Regions from separate parts of the Mus musculus genome. Here region 2 is linked to region 1. Evidence: chromatin contacts called from public Hi-C data. All regions are on one chromosome and are shown on one strand. Each heading gives the region's core, a stretch centred on a gene start, on an enhancer-like site or on the middle of the called end of the contact. The rest is flanking DNA. Distances are from core to core; before and after follow the strand shown. Region 1 has its middle 290 kb from the start of Gnaz. Region 2 has its middle 130 kb from the start of Gnaz.

Evidence for each region. A called contact is a pair of places that touch in the nucleus more often than the background predicts.
Region 2: a contact with region 1 is called in a Hi-C map of adipose-derived mesenchymal stem cells, with 1.9 times the contacts expected there. The contact joins two enhancer-like sites. A contact is called at or near these places in 1 of 15 datasets of contacts at CTCF or cohesin (the NIH/3T3 cell line), 3 of 484 Hi-C or Micro-C datasets (adipose-derived mesenchymal stem cells, macrophages and pancreatic cancer cells) and 1 of 115 datasets of contacts at active chromatin or transcription factors (vascular smooth muscle cells).

The regions. Positions count from the first base shown.
Region 1 is chr10:74,678,239-74,685,017 of GRCm38.p6, reverse strand. No RefSeq gene overlaps it. Among named protein-coding and RNA genes, the nearest start is that of Gnaz, 290 kb to the left of the region's middle. Within about 2 kb of position 4,632, at least 62 of the 459 cell types and tissues checked have an H3K27ac peak or open chromatin away from gene starts, as enhancers often do. A contact at or near this core is called in the NIH/3T3 cell line, adipose-derived mesenchymal stem cells and pancreatic cancer cells, where this site is marked.
Region 2 is chr10:74,830,545-74,838,186 of GRCm38.p6, reverse strand. No RefSeq gene overlaps it. Among named protein-coding and RNA genes, the nearest start is that of Gnaz, 130 kb to the left of the region's middle. Within about 2 kb of position 3,691, at least 17 of the 459 cell types and tissues checked have an H3K27ac peak or open chromatin away from gene starts, as enhancers often do. A contact at or near this core is called in the NIH/3T3 cell line, adipose-derived mesenchymal stem cells and pancreatic cancer cells, where this site is marked.

The sequences.
Region 1 (6,779 bases), core at 3,383-5,882:
CTAGGGAATATGATGTTGTTAGAAGAGATGTGTTACTGGGGGAGGGCTTTGAAATTTCAAAAGGCTCATAAGATTCTCTCTGCTCATGGCTTTGGATAAAGATGTGAGATCTTAGCTATTACTTTGCTGGACCATTGTTGCCTCTCACCTTCTGAAACCATAAGTCAAACTCCCGAGGGCCTTTGCCAGTGCCTGGCAAATACAGAAGTGGATGCTCCCAATCATCCATTGGACAGAGCACAAGGTCCCCAATGAAGGAGCTAGAGAAAGTACCCAAGGGGCTGAAGGGGTCTGAAGCCCCATAGGAGGAACGTCAATATGAACTAACCAGTACCCCCAGAGCTCCTTGGTACTAAACCACCAATCAAAGAAAACACATGGTGGGACTCATGGCTCTAGCTGTATATGTAACAGAAAATGGCCTAATCAGTCATCAATGGGAGGAGAGGCCCTTGGTCCTGTGAAGGTTCTATGCCCCAGTATAGGGGAATGTCAGAACTGGGAATGGGAGTTGGTGGGTTGGGAAGCAGGGGAAGCAGGGAGGGGAAACTAGGAAAGGGGATAACATTTGAAATGTAAATAAAGAAAATATTTAATAAAAGTTAAAAGTATTTTTTTTTAGATAAGTTGTCTTGGTCATGGTGGTTTATCACAACAATAGAAAAATAAGACAGAAGTTTGTATCAGGCAGTGGACTACTGCTGTGACATGCCTAACCATGCTGTTTTGTTTAGGAATCTGGAGGACTTCGTGACTGTGGACTAGGAAAGCATTTGGACACTGTGATCAGGGCTTAATGTGCCATCCTAGGAGGAGATTCGATGACAATAGTACTAAGAGACAATGGAGGCCCAACTCAAGAGATCTCAGAGGGATACAGTATTAGCAACTAGACTAGAGTCCATTCTTGTCATGTTTTGGCAGAAAACGTGGCCACTTTTTACCCTTGTCCTAAGAGTTTACCTGAGGCTAAATTGAGAAGTAACAGAATAATTTCATGGATAGAGGACATTTCCAGACTGCCTAATAATGACTCCGTGGAATGGTTATCAGTAAGCCTTCATGTGTAGGTCCACAATAAGAAAGAGCAAAGCAGGCCAAAAAATTTACAAGATGTGCAGGACGTGGAAAGAAAAGGAACACTAGGGAATTAAATATTGTAGAGCCAAGTCATGTGCTAAAAGAGATAAGAAGATCAAAAGGAAGTCTTATATGAAACTGAATGAAGGGAAATATGCCTTCATTCTCTTGCCACAGAAGCATCTAAAGTCTGTGGCATTATTTCAGACCCAAATGACAGACTATGGAAAGGACTATTTGAAGGACCATGGTAACCTGAACAAAAATGGATATAAGAACTAAGTTGGTTGGTATACTGCGGGAGGGAGAAAAGAGCTCCCTTATCTTCCATTCTTGGAAAGCTTACCATAGATGTATGGAGTAGGGTACAAAACAGCACGTACAGCAGTGACGGGGGTGGGGGGGTCTGTTGAAGGGGAATTCTAGAAGACTACCTCATTTTTATGTGCCCATGAGATGGGGCTAAACTGAGCTAAATAATGTTATTGTTCACATCAAACTTTAAAGGCGCTGGAACTTCCTGCTTTCAAGTTTTATCCATGCTCTGAAATGGCAAGTGACCCATTGGAGGATGGTTCTTATACAGGGGGAACAGAAATGATGTGTGGCCAAATGGTGGGCTGTAGTTACAATCCCATCTGCAACATTCTTTGCTCTCTTCTTGTGGAGAGCAGAGTTCTTGGTCCCCTTGCCTTGAAGCTGGGTGAGTTTGTGATTGAAATTTTGCAGTGTAGTAGATAAGATACAATGTGAGTAGATAAGATACAATGATAAAATGTGAATTCACATTCTAAGGAGAGAAGTAACAGGGATGTTCAATAAAATGTCAAGTGAGAGCAAGTAACATGCCTAAGAGGAGGCGACAGTGCTGGGAGTGAGCTGAGACAAAAGGCATGCGTCATGACTTTGTTTGACAGCTTGTATGCATATGTGTGTGCATGTGCATGCATGCATTTGTTTGTGAGTGTCTATGTGTGTACATGTGTGTATGTGTGTGCGTGCGTTTGTGTTTGTGTGTCTGTGTGTGTCCAGAGTCTCACTATGACACCCAGTTTGGCTTTGAACTTGCGATCTTCTTTCTTTTTTTTTTTTTTTTTTCCCGTTTTTCGAGACAGGGTTTCTCTGTATAGCCCTGGCTGTCCTGGAACTCACTTTGTAGACTCGAACTCAGAAATCCGCCTGCCTCTGCCTCCTGAGTGCTGAGATTAAAGGCGTGTGCCCACTATGCCCGGCTTGAACTTGCAATCTTCTTGACTCAGCTTCCTGAGATCTGGACCTGCAGGCAGGCTGCCAATCTCAACCCCAGCTTTTGCATGAATCCAACCAAGGCAACGGATGTATCTGAGAAGTGATTTCAATTCTTTTCAGTTAAATGGAAGTGAATTTCACAAGACTCCATGTTTGGTTCTGATTTAGAATTTGCCCCAAATTTGCTCACAGGAGGCTTCTTCATCAGCTATTGGTGCTGTTGAAAAGCAACCAGATGATAACAATAGTAAATTGAGGAGTTCATAACTGAATGAACTACTGGAGGGTGGGACTTGGGTGGAGGAAGTGGGTTACTAGAGACCACTGGAAACATCCACATGTTCTTGACAGTTCTCTTTCCTTCTTCCTCTCTCCCTCTCTCCCTTTCCTGTCTCTCTCTCCCCCTGCCTCCCTGCATCCATCCCTTCCTCCCTTCTAGCTACCTCTTCTGCTCTGTGTTCCCACATTTTGCCTTGCCTCAGAGTCAAAGACATGGAGCTGGTCAGCCATGAAGGGAAACCTGCATCTGTAGGAGAGAACCCCTGAGATGCAGCTTTCATGATCCCTCACTAGTGCTGGGGTGGGCTTTTCTATGACGCAGCTGCCTTGAGTCACCTATGCTCCTGTCCACAACCCCAGCCATCTCTCTGATTCACAGAGCTAGCCTTGGGTAGGACAGAGTTTTTTCTTTTGCGTGATGTGGCTGTTTTCTCTAGGATGAATAAATGTCTGTTCACACTTCTCTGGGAGAAGGCACAAGTTGTGCATTTAAAATCTTTGGAGAAATGAAGAGACACTTCTTTCTTCAGAGATTTCAAATGCCTTTAATATTAGCTAACTATAATGTTCACTGCTGCCTTAGCTTTAGACCATGCTGTTCCCCTCCCCACCCCCGACCCCCGCGAGGGAAGCATTTTATCTTCGAATTCTTCCTATGTGGAACATTCTAGAACTCTAAACTATTACTGTCTCTTCCCCTGCCTCCCTTTCTTTTTCCCTCCCTCCCTCTCTCTCTGAGAGGAAACTTAATTTGTTTCCACATGAAACTTTATTGGTTACAAGTGAGTCACAAAGAAAGTACTGAAAAAAAATCTAGTAGTATTTCTGTACTCCCCGTTATTTGCTACATGTCCAGTAGTTTTTCTTGTGATATTTAACAGGAACTTAATGTTGCAAAGTTTCAGGCTTTAATCCCATTCTACAATTGAAAACCTCTGACTTATAGACAAGTTTTCATTGCAAATTACAAATTACTGTCACGAGTTTCTCTTTCTTTCTTTCTTTCTTTCTTTCTTTCTTTCTTTCTTTCTTTCTTTCTTTCTTTCTTTCTTCCTTCCTTCCTTCCTTCCTTCCTTCCTTCCTTCCTTCCTTTCTTTCTTTCTTTCTTTCTTACAAGTTTCTTATTCATGGTTTACAATAACACTTTCTTTTCAGTGATATGTGCTTTTAAATCCACACATAGAATAAATGTTAACTGCACAGAGAAGAGATTTTTGTAAAATCATTTGGCTAGAAAATCATATGGCTGATTTTTAAATGCCAATAGCAACTGAAATGTGGCAGATATGTCACGAGAATCCCTGTCAGAACCCTGAATCATTCCTCCAGTCATCTGAACCCGACTATAGCTTCAGGATCAGCAAGATGGATGCACCATAATTCACGCCTGGAATCTTCTCCTGGCAGAAGACAAAGGCATCCCCCGAATAATTACAAAGTAAGGTGACTTGCGTTTACACTCACACGGAGGAAGGAAACACTGTTCTCTTTGAGACATCATTCAACACTGAGGACTAGGAATCAGGGAAGGGAGGGTGGGTACTTTCCTCTAAACAAAAACAGATGCACTCTCATGTGCATTTGAGAGCAACTTGGTAGAATAAAAAAAATAAGAAGAAATCCAGGAAGAACAGGGGTGAGGGGTGGGGCACATGACTCAGGCCAGTACTAGAAGGAAGAAATTGTTCACATTCCAGAAACTGTTCCCAACTTCTCTGCAACAGTGTGCTGAAACATTTCAGAGCAGGTTACAGGGCAGTGTGTGTACCTAGATGTAACTGTTCACTGGTTTGCTTTTATTTTTAAATAATGCTCAGAAGAGCTGTGACAGCATGGGCCAAGCTAAGGTAGCATTGTAAACCTTTTTTTTCCCCTCTAAGATTGGGTGGTTGCATGCATTCCTAAAAGAGAGTGAGCAATCTGTAATATTGTATTTTCATTCCCTATTTCATAATGCAGAGTCTTGCAAATTATAACCCAGTGAGTATGCTCTGTTAATCATCAAGTGGGTTGACCTTAGCTTCACCTTCCAGCTGGAAGTCAGAAAACCAAGTCTGCTTTCTTTCAGGCAAGGGGCATGCAGGCTCTTACTTAGCTCATCAGAGAGCTTGGACAGTTCTGTTTTTTCCATTTTAGCTTTATTTCTGCCAGTTGCCACGTGGGTGAGAGACATAACACTGTGGGTTCTGGTTGCCAAAAAAGCAGCAAGGAAAGCTGTGTCTATGATGATTTATATGATATTTTGTGGAAATCAGTTCTGACACTGTGAAGAGATGTGTCTAATAAGCTTCCTAATGCTGTGCCTGAGCCCAGATGCAAAAGGAATGGGCGGAAGCCAGGGAGTCAGGCTACTTCTCGTTCATAACGTTTAGCCTGGGTAAGAACAGCTCCATAGAGCAAGCTATGCCTTTCCCAGTCTAGGTATAGTTAAGGCTGCCTCCACTGGCCATATATGACCTAGATACCCATCAATCAAGGAGATGTTCTGCATTATCACACATACAAGGTACCCATGAACTCCATACCATTATTTGAAAGAACAGGGCTTCCTTAAGATTTTAATTCCTGTAAGTGATAAGAAAAACATCATAGGAAAATACTAAAAACATTATAAGAAACTAGATCTTATTTCTTGTAGTGATTTGGATAGGAATGTCCCCCATAGACTTGTGTGTTTGAATGCTTAGCCCAAAGGGAGTAGCGCTATTAGGATTGTGGCTTTGTTGGAGTAGGTGTGGTCCTAGTAGAGGAAATATGTCACTGTGGAGGTGGACTTTGAGGTTTCCTATGCTCAAGGTATGCCCAGTGTGGCATACAGTCTCCTGCTGCTGCCTGTAGGTTAAGATGTAGATAGAATTTCAATTTGTCATCATTATTATTGTTTCATAAATGATAAGTGGCAATCTAAAATATTATGTTTAACTTATAAATGAATAAACATTAGAAACTTCTTGACATATCATATAGGTATATTTTTCTTCCATATACATTACACTTATATGTATATTGTTGCAGTCATGCCTATACTCCCAGTTACCTGGAAGCCTGAATCAGAAAAATTATGAATTTGAGGTGATCCTGGGCTACGTAAGTGAGACCCTGTCTCACAAAGCATATTGGGGGTTGGAAGTGTAGCTCATATTTGCCTGTCATCCATGAAAGCCAGGATTTGATTGCCCCCTGCTTCAAACTATAGTTTACTCCCCATGCCATATGTAATCAGCTCAGTTCTGGCACTCAAGTGCCCGAGACACTGGCTATATGATGATCAGTCCTTTCCTCAGGCCAATCCCAAGGCTGGTTGCTGTGTAGAGGTGGTTCTGATGCTAAGGTTCTGTTCTCCAATTGGTTCTTGATCCATCAATAAAGATGCCAGTGGCCAATGAGCTGGGTCGAATAGGCAGGACTTCCAGGTCCCTGCAAGCAAGCTAGCAGATGCAGGCGAGAAAGGAAAGGAGTTTTCACCCATGCATTGGAGGGATAAAAGCCAACCAACCATATGATCTCAGGTGAAGTGACCATATGATTCTCCAGAGAGAAGGTTGGTCTGTTGAGCTGGGACTAAAGGTAACTGAGCAACTGAAGCTAGGGCAGGTTGAGAGGCGATGGGCTAAGTATTGGGAAGGGCATGCTAGCTGCGGGAGATTAGTAGTACCCAGCAATTGAGCCAATAAGGCAGGTAGAATTTGAGCAACTGGTGTGTGTGTGTGTGTGTGTTTCATCCTTGGATCCAATATTCCCTGGGCAGGGGCTGGTAGTGCTTGTTCCTGGAGCTTAGAGCAGGGTAGCAAAAGCTACGTGCCACAGAGCTGCTCTGCTGATAACACAGGACCTGAAGGAACTCTTCTAGAATTACCATTGTACTACTATGAGTTTTCAGCCACGGCCACATTTTCCTCTTTATCCCATGATTAAATTCATCCTGTCAGAACATATGCTCCTCATCTTCCTTATCTCGCTAGTTATTTGATATGAAACACTGGCTGAGGAATGCAACCCTTGGGCTTTTTAGCTCACCTTGGTGAAAAGAAATAACACAGATACTATTTTCATAGAGTTCTTTTTTTCTTCTTTAGAAATTGAGAGTCGATTTTTTTCTCATATAAGACACCCCAAGCACAAGTTCTCCCTCCCTCCACTCTTGCCTTCTCCCCCAGATCCACTCTACCTCC
Region 2 (7,642 bases), core at 2,442-4,941, 150 kb before region 1:
TCTTAATCTTCTGGGATTCATAGCCACTATGCTTTAAGATCTCCATGCCAAGATCCAGGTCAGTAACGTGTATCTCCCAGCCTCCAGATTAGGATCACTGGTGAGCCTTCCAATTCTGGATTGTAGTTCATTCCAGATATAGTCAAGCTGACAACCAGGAATAGTCACTATAATCCACCCCTTGTCAACTTGACACAAATAATATCTCATGTCCACATGAAACAATAACAAGGGCGTGAATACACCTAACATGATATAACTATCCCTCTTACAATCGCAAACACATTTGTAAATTTACAATGGGACAATGTCCCTTGGAAACATTCTTTCAGTGTCTCAACTTAAATACAAATTGATGTTAAAGAAATTGGAAGAAAGACAAATATATTCATTAGCAAAATAAGACAGAAGCATTCATATTCCTTTATAATCTTTGTTTCTACAACTGGTTATGTGGCTTTAGTTGGTATTTATAACTACTCTCCTCTACTATCCATTCTGTATTTCCTCATGTGGGGAAAGCATTATTTCATGGGGTGGGGCTGAAGGTACTACTTCCTCAGGTAGGGTAACAAAGCACAGTTCTCTAAAAATGCCATCAAACTGAATAAAGAAGACTGGACGTCATCTGGTCTACAGCAATTGCTACATATGCAAAGAATAAGGTCAGGGAACCTGGGCTAGTAAAATACTAGCTTAAAAACTGGAATGGCTCCGTTAACATTGAACAGATTAGAGGATAGAGCAAAGAATCATCAAGTAGAAAGAGGAATATTGGATGGGGATAAAAAGTCAACTGACCAAGACACAAAAATTCTAAATGCAAAGAAACAGCCACAAAATACATTTAGAAACCGACAGACTTGTATGCATTGCTCTATTAGCCACACTTACAGTTAGTGATCTCAAATTCCTTTTTAGAAAAAGAAATAATAGACAACAAGATTACAGACAATACGGAAGAATTGAAGCTCTGTTAACTGACTAGATCCAAATGTATTTGTAAGACAGTCCTTCTCGCCCCAACCTAGCCTGGATCATTCAACAGCCATCGGGTACATCTTGAAACAAGCCACGAGAGATTTCAAAGAATTTAAATCACAGATAGTATGTTCTCAGGCCCTTGTGGAAACAATCGGGAATAGCAGAGTGTCTGCCGACGTGATTAAACAACACAATTCTAAATACTATGTTCAAACATGAAGACTCACGGGATGATACTATGTAGAACTGCTAAAGAATGTCCAAGAAGATTTTAAATTCATATATTAAATAAAAAAAAAGACAAATTGCAAAAATGAACACGTGAAGGAGAGTCACCAGCAGTTTAGTGGTGTGAATTTATCGAGATGTTGAAACACTAGAAAATATGACCGAGTAAAAATAGTCATCAGCAGAGATGGCAGTCTAATGGTGATCTCCTCTGTTGATCATACATGGTTTCTGTGTGGCATTGTGGGTACTTAGAGTTTGAGTACTGAGCTAAGTGCTCGGAACACAGGAAGGATGGCTGCAAAGAGCAGAAGCGGAAACGGAAACGCCTTAGCTCCATCCGTGTTGCCTAGGCAACACCCAGATTCGCCCAGGAGTTGTTCTCACTGTGTTTATCACATATTTATGAGCTTCAGAATTACTAACATACCTATGGCATTAAAACAAAACAAAACAAAACAAAACAAAACAAAACAAAACAAAACAAAACAAAACTCCTAGATCTTTCGTTTGTTTTCTCCATTAAGAAGTCTCAGAGATCAACACAACGACATTAGAAACAGACACTGCGGAATGAAGAGCCCATCAGGGATTCGGATACTTTCCTATGTTACAGGAACACTCTATTAAAGACTGGGCATGGCACGTTCCTTCCTAGATGATTGACCTTATTCTTACTTTGCTGGTTTGCAGAATTACAACAGTTCCAACTTACTAATACAGCCTGAAATTAGAAATACATTATGGTGGCAGGAACCTGCAATGCGTTGCCCAGAAGACACATGGAAGACAGTTGTACATTTTTGCAGTTTTATCTTGAGATTCCCAGATTCACACTGGTCATTAGGATTTATTAAGGGATCATTACGTTGGAATATGTACTGTCACATGAGTAATGAAGGTCATATCTTAGCGTAACGAGGAATCCCGAGAAATGTAAAATAGTCTTTCAGAGAGTTTATGGGATGTCTTCCTCTCAGCCACAACTTTTGTCAGAGCTAGGTTAAAAGTCTAGGTTCAGAGGCAATGGCTTTGCTGTGGACTAAGTGGGCATCATAATACAGATCTCGTGTGCAGTAAGAATGCCTGTGTAAATGCAGACAATGACTGTTTCAGTTTGAGCTTTCAGTCATTTGTTAAATGACCAGTCTACACAGGCTCCATGACAGACTGAGACATTTGACATTTACCAATGTTCAGTAAAGAAATTCCATCTACATGGCTGTTAGTGTGAAATCTAAAACTTGTCAACAGAGTTTAAATATTAAAAAATATGTAAAACTTAACAAGAACACTATTTCAAAAAGCCTAATCACATCACTATCTGGTTTTTATGATTTAGAAAAGCCCCCTAGACAGACAAACCCTCAGGGACAGAAACCAAACCAAAGCCTCTCAATAGTAGCAATAACGTTTCAAGTGATGAAATGTTTCATTAGTGTACAGTCTTTGTGACTCATGTTCACAGAATGCTAGAGCCTAGTAGTTCCTAGCTTATATTTCTCAACTGATTATCAAATGAACCCTTTAATCTAAAAGCCAGGTATTGTTTTGCTTTATTCTGTCAGATAATTCATTTTGAGATAAACAGTAATCTTTCTATATAAAGAGCCAGTGTCTAAATTTTTAAAAAAATATTTTATTCTATTTTAATTGCATATCTATCTCTGTGTACTCATATGTGCAATAAAATAAATGTGTCAACATAGGAAGCTAGGGTTATAGGTGTGGGTGCTGGGGACTAAACTCAGGTCTTCTGTAAGAGCAGATGCTGTAAACCACTGATATAACTCTTAAACTCATTGATTCAAAAATTCAAGATGTATTTGCTGGATGCTGCTGCTAAAACCACATAGCTGCAGGTTGAAGAGTGTAGACAGATCCAACAGACAGTAGATAGGCACAACAAATTTACCCAAATGAATCAAGGACCTAAACATAAGACCAGATATCATGAATCTAATAGAAGACAAAGTAGAGAATACACATGAACTCATTGATATAGGAAAGGTTTTTCTGAATAGGACACTGATAACACAGACCTTAAGACCATCAATAAGTGGGATCTCATGAAGCAAAAAACTTCTGTAAAGAAAAGGACACCATCATGTGATCAAAGAGAGAGCCTACATAAAGAGAAAATATTTACCAGCTATATAACTGACAGAGGGCACCTAAAATATACAAAAAACTCACACATGAACATCAAGAAAACAAATAACCTAATTAAAAAAAAGGTATAGAACCAAAGAGAGAATTGTCAAATGAGGAAATGCAAATGGCTGAGAAACTCTTAAGGAAACTTTCAACATCCTTAATCATCCTGGAAATGCAAATCAAAACGACTTTGAGGTTTCATCTTATCTCAATAAGAATGACTAAGCTAAGACCAATAAAACAAATGGCAGCATGTGCTAGTGAGGATGTGGGGAAAGGAGAACACTCATCCAGTGCTGGTGGGAGTGAAAACTTGTACAGTCACAATGGAATGCAGTGTACTGGTTACTCAGGAAGTCTTAACTAAATCTACACAATCCAGCTCTACAGGACATGCCTTAAATAGATCTACAACACGATCCAGCTCTACCACTCTCAGGAATACACATAAAGGACATCCTACTACTACAGAGAGACACATGCTCATCTATGTTCATTGTTACTCCATTCATAATAACCAGAGATTGGATGCAGCATAGATGTCCATCAGCTGATGGACAGCAACAATGTGTACATTTACATAATGGCATATTATTCAGCTGTTTAGAAAAGTGAAATGGGAAATTCACAGGTAAGTGGGCAGAGCTAGAAGCAGTCATCCCGAGTGAGGTAACCCAGACCCCAAAAGACAAATATCAAGTGTCTTCTCTTATACATCATCAATGCTAGCTTTTATGTTTAGATATGTGTGTTTTGTTCACAACATCCACAGAAGTTAGGTAGCTAGTAAGGGACTATGGAGGAGAAGGAGGGGGACCTTTCAACAAAGAGTAAATCGAATACAATGTTTTAAGAAGGACGGCTAAGTGGGGAGGGGGATGGAAGGATAAGGTGGAGAGGAGATATAACAATAAAAGTCATTTGAAAAGTCATATGGGTTGTTCCGGTCAGTGCCAGCCCTGCGCCACCTTGGGCACGAACTTGGTGGATGGTCCCACGGTCCCCAGAGGACTCTCTATGCCACAGGTGTCCTAGCACACCCAGGATCTTGGGATCACTGGTGAGTGGAACGCAATGTCTGTTCCAAAACAACTGGGAGGGGCTTGGGCCAGCAGGAACAGGGACCCAGGAAATCCGCATAACCAGCGGCTGGGGTTCTTTATGGTCGGAGCCAGCCCTCTGCCACCTTGGGCACAAACTCAGCAGAGGTTCCAAGGTCCCCAGAGGACTCTACGCCAAAATCGCCCTAGCACACCCAGGATCTTAGGATCACTGAGGAGAGTCGGCCTCCAGGAAGGGCTCTGACCCCGGGACTCAGGTGAGAGAGCCATCTTGTATCCTAGGTCTCTCAGAGACCAGTCTGTGCAGGCAGGCCACAGATGCAACAGAGCTTCTTGGACAGGGTCTCTTTGGGCCTTTATCTTCAGCCAAGAGGTGGATCTGAGCTCCAGACCTCTGAGCACCTTCCATGCAAGAGGAGAGCTTGCCCGCAGAGAGTGCTCTGACCACAGGGACTCAGTAGAGAGTTGGAATTCCAGGAGTTCTGACAGAGGTTAACAGAATCACAGGAGGAACAAGCTCCAGCCAGAGACAGAACATCTAACACCAGAGATTACTAGATGGCGAAAGGCAAACGTAAGAATCTTACTAACAGAAACCAAGACCATTCGGCATCATCAGAACCCAGTACGCCCACCACAGTGAGTCCTGAAAATCCCAACATAGCTGAAAAGCAAGATTCAGATTTAAAATCTTATCTCATGTTGCTCGTAGAGGATTTTAAGAAGGGCATTAATAACTCACTTAAAGAAATACAGGAGAACACTGCTAAACAGGTAGAAGCCCTTTAAGATGAAGCACAAAAATCCCTTAAAGAATTACAGGAAAACACTGCTAAACAGGTAGAAGTCCTTAAAGAGGAAGCACAAAAATCCCTTAAAGAATTACAGGAGAACACAACCAAACAGGTGATGGAATTGAACAAAACCATCCAAGATCTAAAAATGGAAGTAGAAACAATAAAGAAGACTGAAAGGGAGACAACTCTGGAGATAGAAATACTAGGAGAGAAATCAGGGACTATAGATGCGAGCATCAGCAACAGAATACAAGAGATGGGAGAGAGAATCTCAGGTGCAGAAGATTCCATAGAGAACATGGACACAACAATCAAAGAAAATGCAAAATGCAAAAAGATCCTAACTCAAAACATCCAGGAAATCTAGGACACAATGAGAAGACCAAACCTACGGATAATAGGTGTAGATGAGAATGAAGATTTTTCAACTTAAAGGGCCAGTAAATAGCTTCAACAAAATTGTAGAAGAAAACTCCCCTAAACTAAAGAAAGAGATGCCCATGAACATACAAGAAGCCTACAGAACTCCAAATAGACTGAGCCAGAAAAGAAATTCCTCCTTACATGTAATAATCAGAACAACAAATGCACCAAATAAAGATAGAATATTAAAAGCTGTAAGGGAAAAAGGTCAAGTAACATATAAAGGCAGACCTATTAGAGTTATAGACTTCTATAATTACAGACTTCTCATCAGAGACTATGAAAGCCAGAAGATTCTGGACAGATGTCATACAGACCCTAAGAGAACACAAATGCCAGACCAGGCTACTATAGCCAGCAAAACTCTCAATTACCATAGATGGAGAAACTAAAGTATTCCATGACAAAACCAAATTCACACAATATCTTTCCAAGAATCCAGCCCTTCAAAGGATAATAAAGGGAAAACTCCAACACAAGGAGGGAAATTACACCCTAGAAAAAGCAAGAAAGTAATCTTTCAACAAACCTAACAGAAGATAGCTGCAAGAACAGAATCCCAATTCTAACATCAAAAGTAACAGGAAGCAACATTATTTTTCCTTAATATCTCTTACTATCAATGGACTCAATTCACCAAAAAAAAAAAAAAGAAAAAAAAGAAAAAAAAAAGACATAGACTAACAGACTGGCTATATAAACAGGACCCAACGTTTTTTTGCATACAAGAAACCTATCTCAGGGACAAAGACAGACACTACCTCAGAGTGAAAGACTGGAAAACAATTTTCCAAGCAAATGGTCTGAAGAAACAAGCTGGAGTAGCCATTCTAATATCGAATAAAATCGACTTCCAACCCAAAGTTATCAAAAAAAGACATGGAGGGGGACTTCATACTCATCAAAGGTAAAATCTTTCAAGATGAACTCTCCAGACACTATTGCATATGCCAGCAAGATTTTCTGACAGGACCCTGATATAGCTGTCTCTTGTGAGGCTATGCCAGTGCCTGGCAAATACAGAAGTGGATGCTCACAGTTATCTATTGGATGGAACACAGGGCCCCCAGTGGAGGAGCTAGAGAAAGTACCCAAGGAGCTGAAGGGGTCTGCAACCCTATAGGAGGAACAACAACATGAACTAGCCAGTACCCCCAGAGCTTGTGTCTCTAGCTGCATATGTAGCAGATGGCCTAGTCGGCCATGATTGGGAGGAGAGGCCCTTGGTTTTGTGAAGATTATAGGCCCCAGTACAGGGGAATGCCAGGGCCAGGAAGTGGGAGTGGGTGGGTTGGGGAGCAGGGTGAGGGTGAGGGTATAGGGGACTTTTGGGATAGCATTTGAAATGTAAACTAAGAAAATATGTAATAAAAAACTAAAAAAACAAAAACAACAAAACAGAAGTCAATAAATTTTAGATCTCAGCTTTATTACATCATGATTAAAAAATAACACTATATTTTCCACTTTAACTTTGTTAAGTAACTAGATTTTATTTTACATAGTTAATATTCTGCATTAATTTTGGCAAAACAGAGAAAATATTTAATAATATCTCATGTTCCATGAGAGAAAAAATTGATGATGGCAGCCAGTTTATACATATTAACATGTTGTAATTGTGTGAATAAATGTAATTAAAAAATTTAAATTACATAATGGGGCATATTTGTAAATATGCATCATCCATATGACAGTATCAAATTCAGTAAACATCCACATTTTATTAGATATTATTTGTCTAAAAATTTAAAGATATATTTTGAATATGTTCAAATAAATATTCAAATTAATATATAATAAAGGTTAAATATTTCCCGAATTTTATTTCTATCATTTTTTTTCAAGCTAGTTATGTGGTTTTAAAAGTACCAATTTTCTACTTTCCAAATTGATCATTTACATTACATGTAAATCCTGTTTTAATCATAATAATGTTATTCATTATTCACAATGTGTTATACATGATTGTCTTGATGTGAGTTGCATTTA